2 separate regions of the Anas platyrhynchos genome follow, and region 1 is linked to region 2. A link is a contact called in public Hi-C data. All regions are on one chromosome and are shown on one strand. Each heading gives the region's core, a stretch centred on a gene start, on an enhancer-like site or on the middle of the called end of the contact. The rest is flanking DNA. Distances are from core to core; before and after follow the strand shown. Region 1 overlaps LOC119715827 (a long non-coding RNA gene). Region 2 overlaps TGFBR2 (transforming growth factor beta receptor 2).

The links. Hi-C and Micro-C count contacts between places; a contact is called where the count stands out from the background.
Region 1: a contact with region 2 is called in a Hi-C map of skeletal muscle, with 1.6 times the contacts expected there. The contact joins two enhancer-like sites. A contact is called at or near these places in 3 of 8 Hi-C or Micro-C datasets (skeletal muscle and subcutaneous adipose tissue).

Annotation. Positions count from the first base shown.
Region 1 is chr2:117,101,312-117,108,525 of IASCAAS_PekinDuck_T2T, reverse strand. It overlaps LOC119715827 (a long non-coding RNA gene), which reads right to left. Exons shown (of 4, transcript XR_005263256.1): 2 at 6,621-6,828; 3 at 6,181-6,359. Among named protein-coding and RNA genes, the nearest start is that of TGFBR2, 12 kb to the right of the region's middle. Within about 2 kb of position 3,220, at least 1 of the 8 cell types and tissues checked has an H3K27ac peak or open chromatin away from gene starts, as enhancers often do. A contact at or near this core is called in subcutaneous adipose tissue, where this site is marked.
Region 2 is chr2:117,031,619-117,038,829 of IASCAAS_PekinDuck_T2T, reverse strand. It overlaps TGFBR2 (transforming growth factor beta receptor 2), which reads left to right. Exons shown (of 9, transcript XM_027451097.3): 9 at 2,847-5,104. The coding sequence ends at 3,026. Among named protein-coding and RNA genes, the nearest start is that of TGFBR2, 57 kb to the left of the region's middle. Within about 2 kb of position 3,954, at least 1 of the 8 cell types and tissues checked has an H3K27ac peak or open chromatin away from gene starts, as enhancers often do. A contact at or near this core is called in subcutaneous adipose tissue, where this site is marked.

The DNA of each region.
Region 1 (7,214 bases), core at 1,971-4,470, 70 kb before region 2:
ATTCACTTCTGGCTAAGAGACATATATTAGCAAAATAAAGCCTTGTTATAGTTTGAGACAACTTCACAGCCTAAACTCAACATCTGACACATGTAATTAGTTCACAAAGTAGACTGAGTAAAGTCTTGCAGAAAATATGAGTATTTATGTATGACTGCCCATGTTTTTGGAATAGAGCCTGTCTTTGGTGCTATGTATTTTCTGACTTATACAATCAGATGAGCATTGCCAGCTGCATATCTACGTTATTAGAGTAGATACCGTAATGATTTCGATGTATGGTTTGGTCTACTTCCTGTATGTCACAATAGCAAGGAAAAGAGAAATAATTGTTCAAAACTGCCATTGTTCTAGATTAGTTGACTAAGTAGTCAGGCACATCCAGGACAGGCATTACTTGGGATAACCTTTTTCCTAGTCACAGGGATTATTGCTAGGGAGAATGGGCAGCCCAGAGAGTTTCAACAAGGTATTTGGTGTGAGTTGAACTAATAAGATTCACAGAAATACCTCAGCTTAAATTTCTACATATCTATCAGACTGAAGCACTGTTGCAGAGCAGACCCCATGAGGTTGAAGCCACATGTCTTCCTTTCTGCCATATATAGAGGAATTTGCACAAGAAATCTAAATTTGTAGAGGTAAAAAGAGCCTGGGAAGTTCAGAGGGTAGGAAAGAATAAATCAAATCAAGAAAGCTAAAGAACCTTAAGAACCTCTTAGAAGCCATGGATTAGAGAACTGCTCTGCCCTGACCCCTCAGACAGAAGCACCAGAGCTGGACAGACAGATACAGCTGTTGTCTACACTGTTGCTATAATTCTCATACTCTTTCAGAGATCGCTGGAGATTATGGCCATAAAGGGCTATTACATGATTTAGTCTGACCCAAGGGTTTTGTTTTGGTTTTGTTTCTATTTTTTAATTCTGACTCCAATAACTTGTGTTTAGTTGCAACATATCTTAATTTGAAGATGTCAAGAAATGTGCAATCCTCTACTGACTGAAACAGTTTGTCCAATTGTCTGTCAGCCTCACAACTTTTAAAAGAAAGTATCTAATTTCATAGGCATCTGGTTTAAGCTTCTGGTCAATGGTTATGAGTGATTTTGCCTGGTATTTTCTCGGTAAATAATGGAGACTTCTCAGTATTCTTCTATGTGTCTCTCTACTACTTGTGAAGGTGACGTTCCTCTAAGCTATTTAGTTGTATCCATGGAGACATTGCATTGGTTTCATTCTATTAATTCATATAAATTTTGCCTTTTGCTTAACATAGAAGATACACATACACACGCACAGTCACCATCCTTCTGTAGAGACCTTGGACTTTTGCTATGAGCATGGACTTTTTGGTTTGTCTCTCACCATTCATCTGGCCTTGTATCACCCTTTAGGATTTGTATTTTCATCATACTTTCATTTGCTTATGTATAGAAGCTAGCACAAATGTCCTGATCTCATCTGTGTGTCTTTGCAACAGTAAAAACTAATAATTGACAAGAAAGCCCTAATGATAAGAAAATGCCACTCGTCTTCAGTCCCTGCTGGTGGGAATATATGACCATTCCAGTGCTTTGTAAACTCTCCAAATCCAACCACTGGCCATACTTTCTCATTTACATATGATCACTTTTATTGGATATGGAAAACATCAACAAGAAAAGTAAGTTAAGAAAACAAACTAACGTGGCAAGTTGTTTACAGTTACCTATGTCATTCTTTCTATCTCCAGCTGTTCTAACTGATTAATCTTTTGAACTCTGCCACAAAATCTGCTGTGCTCCTTGTAGCAAGATAGTAATAACTATCACTATAGTTACTACCAGTACTTCTAAAACCAAAAAACTTAATGAAAAAGTAAAATGCAGATTTTCTTTCATGAGAAAGTTGAGTTATTTTGATTTTTTTTCATTCAAATCTGGAGAAAATTCTTCAGAGCACTCTGAAATTAAGCTTTAAGGTTTTTTTTTTCTGTTTATTTATCAATTCCATATTTTAGGGGAAAAATCTGGTGTGCAGAGGGAAGAGAAATGGCAGTAAAAAAAATAAAAAATCTTGAGAATGAGGAAAGGTGCATAGGGAATTAAATATTGTTACCTTTTAAAACATACAAAATATATATTTCTTTAAATTTCCTAAAGAAGTCTTCACCAAACCTCAGTCCTTTCTAATCTCATGGATGAGGGACCTTCCCCAGGAAATGTGGGACTAAACTGGTTGTTTCAATAGCTCCTGTTAGGGAAATCACAAAAAATGTTTCTTCTGCAACTTCCTCAGATCAGGGAAAACTACTGTATTTGCTACTTCCTTGTTTTCTTTTCTTTGTGGAACAGTAAGAGAGAGGAGTCATTTCTCAGGGTGGTCACAGCCAAATGAATACATGGATCCAATGGCCACAGCTCACACTGAAGGAAAACAACACTCCTGATCAGCTGATCAATATGAATTGTTTACTCTCCTGGCTTGAGAATTCTTCCTGTCCAGTAAGACTTCCAGTAATTTAGGATCATTGACATTAGAAATTGTAAAATCACCCAGAGGAAATAACAGTAAAATAATTATAGTCCCTGGGAAAAGGTTTAGTATTTGCTTTGGTATTAAGAGCCATGCCTTGTTTGTTGAGCCAAAGGAACGCTAATGGCTGCACCCTTACCAGAAAGGTTCACACTGAATCCTGACTGACCAAGGTTAAGTGAATTTGCAGATCTCTTTTTTAAAATGCTGATTGAAGCTTACAATTCCAAAACCTCTGAGAAACACAAGTGGTGTTGTTTTTTTCAAGCAAAGAGGTTGAACACCTTTGAATTTGCCCATATCTTATTCTTTCAAGCAGCTCAGACCCAGTCACTGGTGGAATTAACTGTACTAACCAAGTTACTAAAGGGCTTGAGCTTGAACACTAACCTTCTTACAAATACCAGTCCATTCTAAACAATGCATTTTTGCAGTGTTCTATCTGAACAAGTCATATGCATACAGCACATGTGATACCCTTGTCCTCCAAAGGAAGACCAGCTGGCACTGTTGCAAAAACTTGCTAACTCTGCTCAGCTGCATGTGTAAACTGGTAGTTCTTGCAGAACTGCTTATTGTCACTGGCGAGCCATTTCTTTCTAGTTCTCACCAGTAAAAATTGCTTTCCTGGCTTTAATCTCTCTGTGAAACCGTTGTAGGTAAGTCTGCTGCCACAGCAATCAAACAAAATATTGTACAGTGCCAAGACATTATGCTACGAGTGAATTCTCAGCACATAATTCTCCAAGAACATCTTTCCACCCAGTTAAAAAAGGGGTGGGACTTTTACTCTCATTTCCCTTGGTGGTTTCTCCAGCAATTCTCTCCCTAATTAAAGCAATCCCAGTGCAGATTATTTTGCCTGAATTTACTTGACTGAGAGAAATGATACATACCAAGAGTTTTAAAGCACATTCAGAATGTACCGAACAGGAAAGAAAAGAAATATGAAGTAAAATGCACGACAAGGTGTGGTTTGTGAAAGGGAAAATGAGCTAAATACCAGTTTGTTTCCAAATATCCAGCAGCAATAAGAACTTTAAAATCTTTTTTTTTTTCTTTATCCTTTTATTTTTAAGGTAGTGTAAGATCTTTCTATGAACAGTATGCATACTTATACCGAAGTATTTCCATCAGCTTGAACAATCTATTTGCAGTGGAAGATGTAAAGACACTAACTCTCCTAGAAAGGGTAATGTTTGAAGGACAAACTTCCCTGACTGGCAGGTCTCGCCTCTCCCTGTCTCCTGTGAGGCTGGGGTTGTTCTGCAGAGGTTGCCCACAGGGCTCATCTGATGACTCTGGAAGGGGTGCACAGCTGCTGTTTCTCTAAGGGGAGCAATTCAACATCATGCTTTCTTACAGAATTCAATTTTTCACTTAATTAAGGATTACTTCAGCTAGGCAGTGAATACACTAGTCCCTTGAATGACAAGGAGAGTCCTCGTACAGTGATAAATATTTACATCACTTGTGCATATGCTGTAATGAATCCATTTGCTGGACAAAAGCCTGGTGCATTTTACTATGTCACAGTGCTGGGGAATTTCTGGTTATAGAAAAGCTGATATGTGGAAAGAGTTAAAAAATATGACCTTTATTACAAAGGATTTCACTTTATCCAGGTAAATTTCTGCTTGCTTCCCATTTGCTGGAAATTATCCCATGTAAGTAATGAGCCCCAAAGTGCTGATGTATTGTGAGGCTGCCCCTTTCATAGATGTGGAAGTATTCAAAGTGTTTTATTTCCCAGAGACACAGCCACTTGGTAGCTTGTTCCTTGGCAAAAAGTGTGTGTGTAATGAAATCTTAAATGTCTTGCCTATACTCACATGGTAAGAGCAGCAGCAGAGCTGAGAAGTGACCGAAAATAACCACATGAACTTCTTCCTCTTTCCTTCCTTACACAGACCAGCCTACATGTGTTGTAGCTTGATGTGACAGGTGCTGCTGCAGATGCAAGTTTTAGCTAGGCCTCTTTTCTGATCTCAGAAGTTCGGTAGAATCTTTTTGCTTTTCTAGGCACTTATAAAACCAACTGTCTTTATTAGGTCTCTGAAACGAAACTCAGATATGTGAAGACTTACTGCATCCAACACCATGAAATGTCACACGGACTCTGAAGAGAAACCACTGGTGCATTTTAGAGGGTGGCAGCTGTCAGGGAGCACTGTACAACACTGTGGAGGAGTGCTAGGTTAGTAATGACAGGTAACTGTGACTGCTTAACAGTGACCACAGCCACCTCCTGCTGCTGATAGTGTTTCTTTCTACATGGCTGGAGAAACAGCTGTTTATACAAATAGTCTTTATCACACTTTTACCAGGAAGTGGCTTAGCATGTTTCTGAAACTGAGCATGTTCAAGTTGAGCTCATTTCATTTCAAGCCAAATGCTGTTTCTGTGCTGCTCAGTGAGCACAATCCATTCAATTTAATGTTGTTACAAACAAACAAAAAAAGATAACAAATACCATACGCTTAGAAAGGCTCTCTTTCCTAGAGCAAGATGTTTTCCAAAACCCTTTCCAAAACAGAACTAAGAGCAAAAAACTATTCTAAAACTTCCATGAGAGCCTGGGGAGTGCTATACTATATACATTACTGCCCTATCCTTCAGACCACTGATGTCCAAAGCCATTCCACACAACAGCAGCTTGGAACTTGGCTTTACAAAACAACAGAAACATAAAAATTGTTGCCTTGGAATGGCTCAGCTTGTTTCCCTATCTCAGTATTAAGTCTTTTGGAGGAAGAAACCCACCACCCCAGAAACAACTATTAGAATGCATGAGGTCAAAACAAACCAGGACTTTTTTTTTCCTTTTTTTTTTTAAATGTTTGTTGAGTTGATACTAAGCAGAAAAGGCCATGCATCTGATGAAATAAAATATGTTTAGAAAATTAAAATTTCTAGAGGTTTAGGGTGTCAGATTGGCAACTAAAAGTTAGGCATGTAAAAAATGCCTGAAAATTCCAGTTGACATTGATCTTACCTATATTTTACCTAAATGCCTCTTTTGACTGTGTGCCAAGAAAGCAAGACTCTACTGACTTCAATGGGACAAAGATCTAGCCATAAATTTTGTACATGTAAGAATTTTCAAAAATATCTAGGAATGGAGCTAAAACAGAACTATGGCCCCAGACCCCAAAGCTTTGAGGAAGTTTTGGTTGGAAGACAAGCTTTGCAGCTGGGCTTTGATCTGGATGAAGCAAACCCAAACCAAGGATGAGATCTCCTGTGAATGCTGACAAAAATTGTGTTTGGATCCAGATTCAGACTTTACAACTTGGGGCCCAACTCCTAAAATGGTATAGATGAAGGCCAGGAAAGGCTGCCTGCTGTACAAGCAGACAGAAAGCCCCCCACCAGCTGCATACTCTGAGCAGCCTCGCTGTCTGTGTACAATAGCATCAGCACGGCAGGGGTAAGCCCACAAGGAAGTCTCTGTGGTAAACTGGCTTGCAAAAGCTGAAAGCGATGTGCATCCTATGTAGCACAATAGCACAAGGTTGTTCTGTGGCTGCTGCAAAACAACCTCAAATTCCTGTCTAGGGCTGCAAATGCAGCTTCTGCAAAATATGTGTTACAGCTTTGAAAGCAAAATTCACACCGATTCCTGCTTGTCGCATATGGGCTTACACACACTATCAGCACCTACCAGTTCTCAGTTGTCACCACTTCTTTCACACCTGGAAGCTCGTTGCAGCCTATGATTGGCACCAACAGAGTTACAAGTAGCAGGTGGTGATGTTAGCATGCCTCAGATGAATCACATTTGATACTGCAGATATTTTCTTAGTAGTCATAACATGAACACTGCAAAGAGAATCTTTCCTCCTGAAAGACCATGTAGAAGAAAAGATAGAGTTATGAAGTACATCTAGTACATGCAGGTAGTAATTCTTCTGTCACACATGAGAAAAGGTGTCCACAGAGTAGTGCTATCCCCCATCTTGTCCCTTCATGTGCCACATGCAAAAGTCAACCGCAGAAATAAGACTAGAAATATACCCTTGTCTAAAAATCTGCTCAATGCTACAAGCAAAGGGACTATGCTTTTTTAAGTAACACCACTCACTCATGAGAAAAGAAACTTACTTGTTCCCATGGCTCTCTCTCCACTGTGCATTCTGGCTGAGAATATTTGAGCACTTCCCTGGGATTGGTGTGTCTCTTAGACTATGACAATCATTGGGTTTCCTTTGATTCTTGGGAAGCTCGTATGGTTCCCTGGAGAGAGCTGTGGTCTGTCTGTGTGAGTGGTGCAACGGTGATAACTTTTAGATTGGAGAGGCCTATTCCAAGGCTAAAATATAATAAAATAAAACAAAATAAAATAAAATTTGTTTAATCCCTCTAGTGGTTACACCCAACCATTGTATCCAGTTATGAGTCACACATACTGCTAGTTGGCTCTAATTCAGTGAGGTGAAGGTCTGCTCACCTACCTAGAACAGACAAAATGTTACCTTGCTCTCTTCACCACCTCCATGAGCCACCTGCCTTTGGTTGCGAATGAAGCCCCTAAAAAGGTATGGCATCTTTTGCCATGAGCTGGGTAGCAGGTATGCAAAAGGGCCAAGAAGGCAACAGATCTTGTCTCTGCTCTCCAGCTGTGTCATGCAACATGACTAAAGCTGGCAGCATTTCTCAAGGCACGTGGAGGGAATTTTGTGACTTCTAGGGAATGGT
Region 2 (7,211 bases), core at 2,705-5,204:
GTCCCTTTCCCCTGCATGTCGGGAGGCACTCTATCAGCCTTCCCCGTTAGCGGACACCACGGTTGCACTTCCTAGGTGTGATAGTCACGGCCTGATTTCTGAGTAGCTGAAGCTGAATGGAAACAAGCCAAAGGCATGCATTTCTTAAATTCTGCTCTAAGCAGTTTTATCAGAAGAGATAAAATGAGACTCATGTCAGAGAAGTGAGGCTTGGTCATTGCGTTTGTCAATGCGGTATGTTGAGTGGTCTTACAGACAAAAGGAAAGCACAGGGGACATTTATAAAAGCCCAGGCAACCAAGACCAGCTAGCATTTCCATCAGGAGCAATATAACACTCCCTTTTTCATTCCAGTTGGGATGTTAAAATCATAGTCTAACACTTACTTAGGAAAGGCCATGTGAGTGGCTGTAATCAATCACTCCTCCAACCAGGAGCAACACATCTGCTGCCTGATGACTGTGGCAGAGCACAGCCCCTTCCTGGACCAGTGGTATCATTCCTTATGCAGCCAGCTGTAATGAGCAGGATTATTGAGGAGGGGTGCTTTAACTGGGGAGGAGAGCTGTGTTTTGAGGGACACCTGGATATCTGATGTTAGCAGGACTGAAAGGCCCTAGAAATTTCTAGGAGCTAGAGCTACAACCATCTTCTAACTAACATGTTGAGCTGGGAAGGAGAGGTTGTATTAGTGCTCATCTGCGTAGAATAGAAAAGTAATTGCAGAATTATTTTTCTTGTAATTGTAATTGAGCTAATAAAAGTGATCACGAGTTAATTGCAGTTGTTTTTTTCCACAAAGGCAAAACGAAGTCCAAACTGGTAATATACACGTGGTACTTTAGAAGATCCCAATTAACAAAGCAGAAAAGATCCTGAGCCAGATCATTTGGGGGAAAATAAAAAAAATAAGTAGAAGAAAATGCTTAATTAGGAACAGTGTGAGAACTTTCTGAGAATACTCAAAAGTCACGGTCTTCTGTGTGAAAAAAAAAATAGAGCAGTGTAGAGAACTGATTAGGGAAAGAGAAGAACAACAGGAAGGTCTGTGGTCAGCAAATTGAGGACAATAAGTTTTCTCAACAGCAAAAGGAAATCTAACTTAGTACCAATCCATTACAGCATACGAAAGAAAGATATGGCCTATGCTAACGCAAAGGCAGAAGCTGTCAGCAAATATTTCCGTTGTGTGTTTGGTAAGAGTCAAGTGACGCACATGTCATCGAGGTTGATGAAGGCCCCTATAAAGCAAAAGTCACTGGCACTTAAAGCAGGCCTCAGGCAGGGTTAGATGGCGTGGGGCCTTGACTGAATTTGGGGCAGAGCCACTCCTGTGGGCACAAACTGGCTGTGCCCTGGGAAGGGAGGCTTCAGGAGCACCTTCCAGGCACAGCTGACCAGCTGTAGGGCCAGCATCAGTGTGCCAGCATGGCCAGGGCGCCAGGGCAGGGAACCACCGGGGCTTGGGGTGCTCAGGGAGCCAGTTCGTGCCACCCACGCCCCCGAGTACAGGGCATCCTGCCAACTGGGGTGCCCTGTGCTGCACTTGCACATTTCTGGGGCATGTGCAGCGGGCTCCAGCAGGGCTCATTGGAGGCTCTGAGGCAGGAAATGGATGCCTGATAACACAGGCACAGGACATTTAATGAAGGTGGATTTAATTCCCTCCGCTTGAGTCCCTTCAGAGTTTCACGTTGCGCTGTCTGAAATTCAGTGACGCATTGGCTTCAGCAGGGCTGTGACAGTTTACAGCAGCTGAGGATCTGCTTTGAACTCCACAGAAGTTGCTCTTACTGTAATGGCTCTTCCATATTCATTTCCTTCCACTGCAGTCGTGTTTTTGTAATGAACTCATTATTCATCGTGATAAAATTCTGGAATGGATTTACATATTACATTTTTTCCCCCTTAATGAGATTTGTTGCACTATTGATTTCGAGTTAATGTTTAATATTTAATTTAATTTACTGCTTGTAATTTCAATGCCAGCAGAAAACTAATGCTATTTGTATACAGACAATAACGTTCTGCTATTAACATTGACATCAGTCAACATCACCAATTAGGTAAATTACGCAATTAATGCACTGTTGTGAAATGTTATTTTTTTAAATAAGAAGTTTAAGATAAATCCTACTTAATGGGCTTTTAGTGTCATAACGCAAAGCACACAATTTCCTGGCAAATACCTCATGTTTACAAAATGCATTACAAAGATGCAACTGGTTTTTGTTCCTGTAAACATGTGCATCAGCATCGAAATGAAGGTTAAATAGTTACATCTGTGAGTGACATGTGTTTAAGTGTTTGTGGGACTGCGGCCCGTATTTGCACATAGTTTTACTTAGTCTGCGGGGAATTCATAAAGGCTGATGTAGGGCCTGATACTGCAGGCAATCAGAATCTGTTCGAAAAGCCCATACAGAATTCAGGCACGCAAAGGGATGGATGGGTTGAGCAGGACATCATTATCCAGGCAGTCTGATCATATCGATTGGAACAAAAACTGTTTGATTCCCTAACGCTGTTCCAAAGCATCATTTTTCTTATTATGAAGTATCAGAATATACATCCAAGTATGACATTACCAGTGATGTAAGCTGCTGCAAGTACAGCAGTAGGGTGTTTTTCTAAAAAATATATTAAAAAAAAAAAAAAAAAAGCCAATGCCCCCAATACAGTGACAGCAGAGCCCACAAAGCACTTTGGGGACTGGTTCCGTCACCTCCAGCACGTACAAGTAACCCCCTGCACTTCGGAGGGCCTTAAAACAAACTCTCACAGATGCGGTTTGGCGGTGACTCAGACTGTCCCCATCACAGCTGCTCTCCCTGTGCTCTCTGTAGGGCATCCAGATGGTGTGTGAAACCCTGATCGAGTGCTGGGACCACGACCCCGAGGCCCGGCTGACGGCGCAGTGCGTCGCGGAGCGCTTCAGCGAGCTCAAGCACCACGACAAGCTCTCAGGAAGGAGCTGTTCGGAGGAGAAGATCCCCGAAGACGGCTCCATGACCACCGCCAAGTAGCGCGACCCCAAGAGCTCCGAAATGGAGAGAAGTCGCTCCTAAACCTTGGCGAAGGAAGAAGTCTCGATCAGTGCCTTGACTTGCTTCCTGGAGGACTGAGGCTGTCACTACTCCCTTTAAGCTGTGGCTCTGGACAAGGAGATGTATTCAAGGGAGTTAAAAGCCAGGGAGCAGGTGTCATACCCTAGCGTTGGCTGTGCCGTGTCATGGGAGGAGCTATGTATGTATGTAGCACTTCCTCAGGAAATGAGATTTGAGAATAGCCAATAACATTATGCACTTTATTAATGCCTGTATATAACTATGAAATTGCTATTTTTATATATATATATACATATATATATAAAAAATGTGTGTATGTATGTGTATATATATATATATATATATATATATATATATAAACAGCCATGCTCTGAAGGAAAGAGTTTTAAAAATGCCTCCAGGAAATTACCTGTGCATTAGAGATCCCTCCCCATTTAGGGAAAGAACCTGGGGAGACTGGCACATCAGGACACTAGCAATTGTGCACTAAGCACTCTGCCAAAAAGATAGGAATAATAAGCAATAAGAAGATGGCTTTCGAAGGAGACACAATAAGCACCCAGCTGTGGCCCGGGAGCTCACAGTTGCAGGAGCAGTCTCACAGCAGAAAGGCAGATTTGGCTTTGCAGCTGTAGCTATGCAGTCCTGTCTGCTGCACATTTTAGAAGGTTCAGGGATGTCTTTGCCCTCTCGCCTTAACCCCAAAGTCCTCACAGCATCCCACAATGGGAGTGTGAGGATGTTTGCCCCCTCCCGTACGTGTGTTTTCATACAGAGGTCATTAGCGTTACATGTTTATTGCTTTCAATTCATGCTGCTTGCAAGCAGGTTGCAAAATATCAGCAGGATGAGATTTCCCCTCCTCCCTTCCCCACCCCCAAACCATACAAAACAAGACACGACCAGCAATAATCCAAGCAGATGTTTTATATTTGCTCTGCATTCTGAGCGCAGGCAGTACTCTTTTTTTTTTTTCCTCCCCTTTCCTTTTACCTTGATTGTGTTGCTGTAAGAACAAATACTTTTTCCATGTACAGCATGTCTAATTGCTTGACACACCATGGTCTGACTCTGTTCCACGCTTTCTAGAAAAAAGCGAGACAACACCCAGTGCCTTTATTTTTGCACAAGGACCTCAGAGCTGAGGGAAAGATCCATAACATCAGATTAATGTCATATCCTGCCCTCCACGCTGCTTGCATATAGGATAGCAGGGCTTCTGGTCTCCGACATGTTTAGGAAGACAGTTGGCATTACATTGGACTTATATAAATGACAGCAGCGTGTTTAATAAATGCTAACAATTTTATCTTCAGGACTTTTGCAGTGATTTTTCACTTTTTTTTCTTGCCCTTGGCATGTAAGCAGGCCTTGGAAACTAGAAATTCAGCCAGCACAGACCAGTCCTGTACAGCACTATATCCAGTGCAATTTATTAAACACCTTTGACAGATAAACATTGATATTTTTCTAGAAGACATTGCCAAATAAGTCAACAGGAATCATACTCATTTAAATAGGAGTTCAAACTTATGATGGAAAATATTTTATTTCAAGTGGTTTTGTTAGCTTTTGTTCCATTTAAACTAAACTACTCAGAAATATTTAAACAGAGCAGGGCAAAATCTCAGCGACTACAGTGGAATTCAGAGGATGCTGTGTCGAATTTTAGGGGGGAAGGGTGATTCTTTTTTTTTTTTTAATAAAAACAAGAAGTGAGGGAGCTGCAGGGCCGCTGCCATCTAGCGAGGTGCTGCCAGTGCCTGTGCAGGCCCAAAAGAAGGGTCAATACTGACATTTCTTTCTTTTTTTTTTTTTTTTTACTACTACATGTAAAGGATTTTTTTTAATTCTTTTAAGGCATACTTCACCTGTACATCATGTATGAAATAGGAATGTGAACAATATATACTCTTGTTTATCAAATGTTTCAAGCACTTAACTTGCTTTGTAAACAGTGGTGGTTTTTTATTATTTTTTGTTTTGTTTTGTATAAATCAAATGTTTATTGGAGCAAATAAAATAACACCATCTCAGGTTTGTCTTTCATCTCCAGGGCATCCACAGTTAGGAGAGGCCTCTTCCTAAAATGATCCTTAAAATAATTCAGGTCCATCCCTTCTCACCGGAGGCCTGAATGCCACGCTCAGCAAGTCCAGTGGCCTTTGAATGTCTCTCACTTTGCTGATGACTCCTTCCCCCATCGGGTCCTTCCCTTACACAGAGTAACACCAGAGAACAAATCCACACTGGCTGCCCCTGCAGTGTAAAACCTTTCCTGGTCTCAGGGGAGGGGGGAGAAGCAGGTTCACAGTCGATGATCTCTTGCTTCTAGCTCCCTCCTGGGTACAGATAAGGCCTTCGTTAAACCTCGGTCATTTTGGTGCTGGTATTAAAGTGAGCCAGAAGACAGCCCACTAAATCTGTGTCACGGGGAAGTGTATGATTAATGTGCTCGTGCTGCACAGCTTCTGCGCTCTCCTCACCTGGACGCCCCTCCCGCAGGGGACATGAACAGGGCACAAGCTCCACATGAACAAAGAGCGAGGCACATCCCTCGCCACCCCCCAGAAAACTGCCTTGGGTGTGCCTGAGGTTGAACCAAAGCCTGTGCACACAGCACAGCCTGACAGTGCTTGATTTAAGGCATCTGAGGCTTTCCAGGCATCACCCTTTTTTTCAGGGTGTATGTCTTGGTGCCAAAACTTCCACCACAAGCCACACTGGGCTGAATACATCCTGTTGAACCGAGATGTGGGGATCCTCAAGCAGGCACCCAGGTGCTGTTCATGAGGTGGGCAGCATCGCAGAGCAGCTAAGGCTGGCAGGGTGCTCACTGCTCCTGCTCGAAACAGGCCACTTAAGTTGCTCAACACCTTGTCAAACCTAGAGTGTCTTTGATTTCACTACCTTCCTGGACACTCAGTGCTTCAAACAGAGCAACACATATAGCTGATGTAAGGCAGGGTGCAGAGCACAGAGGTCAAGTCCACTCTAGAATGGGAAACACGGGGGCTTTCAGAAGAAGGCTTTGCCTAGGTGTGAGCCCACGCAGACAGCAGTCACCAGCTCTCCCTTCACACCACCTCCCCCCTGCCCCACATATGCCACCACACCATAAATCAAGCTGCACAGTGAGGACGCTCTGCAGAGAGAGGACAGCATGGTGGGGCCTGTGGGGATCGGTCAGGACAGGAGGTGCTGCCAACACCAGGCCTGCCATGGCTGCTCTGACAGAAAGGCCTGGTGGGGTGCCCTGGAGCCATCCCATCCTTCAGCAAACACAGGTACAAAACAGCTCGCAGCACCGATGGGCAGGCAAAGCCTCACTGCCCACACCGCTGCGTTTTCCAGCAGCGCCCTGCCAAGCCCTAGGCATGACCAGCATCACTGTGGTGGGCCCCGGTGTTCGGTGGTGTGCTGATGGCAGGAGCTGCCCCTTGTCGGTCCCCACCGCTGGCCGTGCGTTGTGCAAAGAGCTTCAAGCGCTGACATCCTGTTTACGCTGGAGTAAAGTCAAAGTCATTTTGGCATAACAAGGCAAGAGAGTGTTGCAAAAACAAATAAAAACCATATTAAGAAAATGTAGCAGGCAAACTACAGAGCCCTTTCAGTCTTGAAATGAAGTACACAATATCCCTAAAATAAAGTTCGTTATATACCTTTAATAGTTTTTTTTTCAATTAAGGCCTTTGCCCACCTTTCTTGTCCTAAACGTGCTATTCAACAGCCTTCTGTGAGCAGCTCTTAATTAGCATGTCAATCACCATTTTAGCACCAAGACACACAAGAAACTGCACTGCAGAAAGCAGCCCTTGGGTTTGGTAGTGACCCATGCAGTGGTCTGAAGTGGGATGGCAGAGTTCCCTGGCACAGACTGCCTCCATGTTACCAGTTTGCACAACTCCCAGTGCAATGGGGATTTCACCCCACCAGGCGATTTCCAATAGCTACTGGAAAAGACATAAACAATAAAAGAAGAAAAAAATCACGGCCTAGACCTAGCTCTTGCGGTGGGGAAAAAGAGCATCATTAAGGCATCGTTGTTCTGAATGCTCCTGGAAGCAAACTGTGCCATGTGTCCAGCACCTGCAGTACGGTCCTCTTGTCAAGCCAGCTGTGTTGGGACCCAAGGGCTTCCAA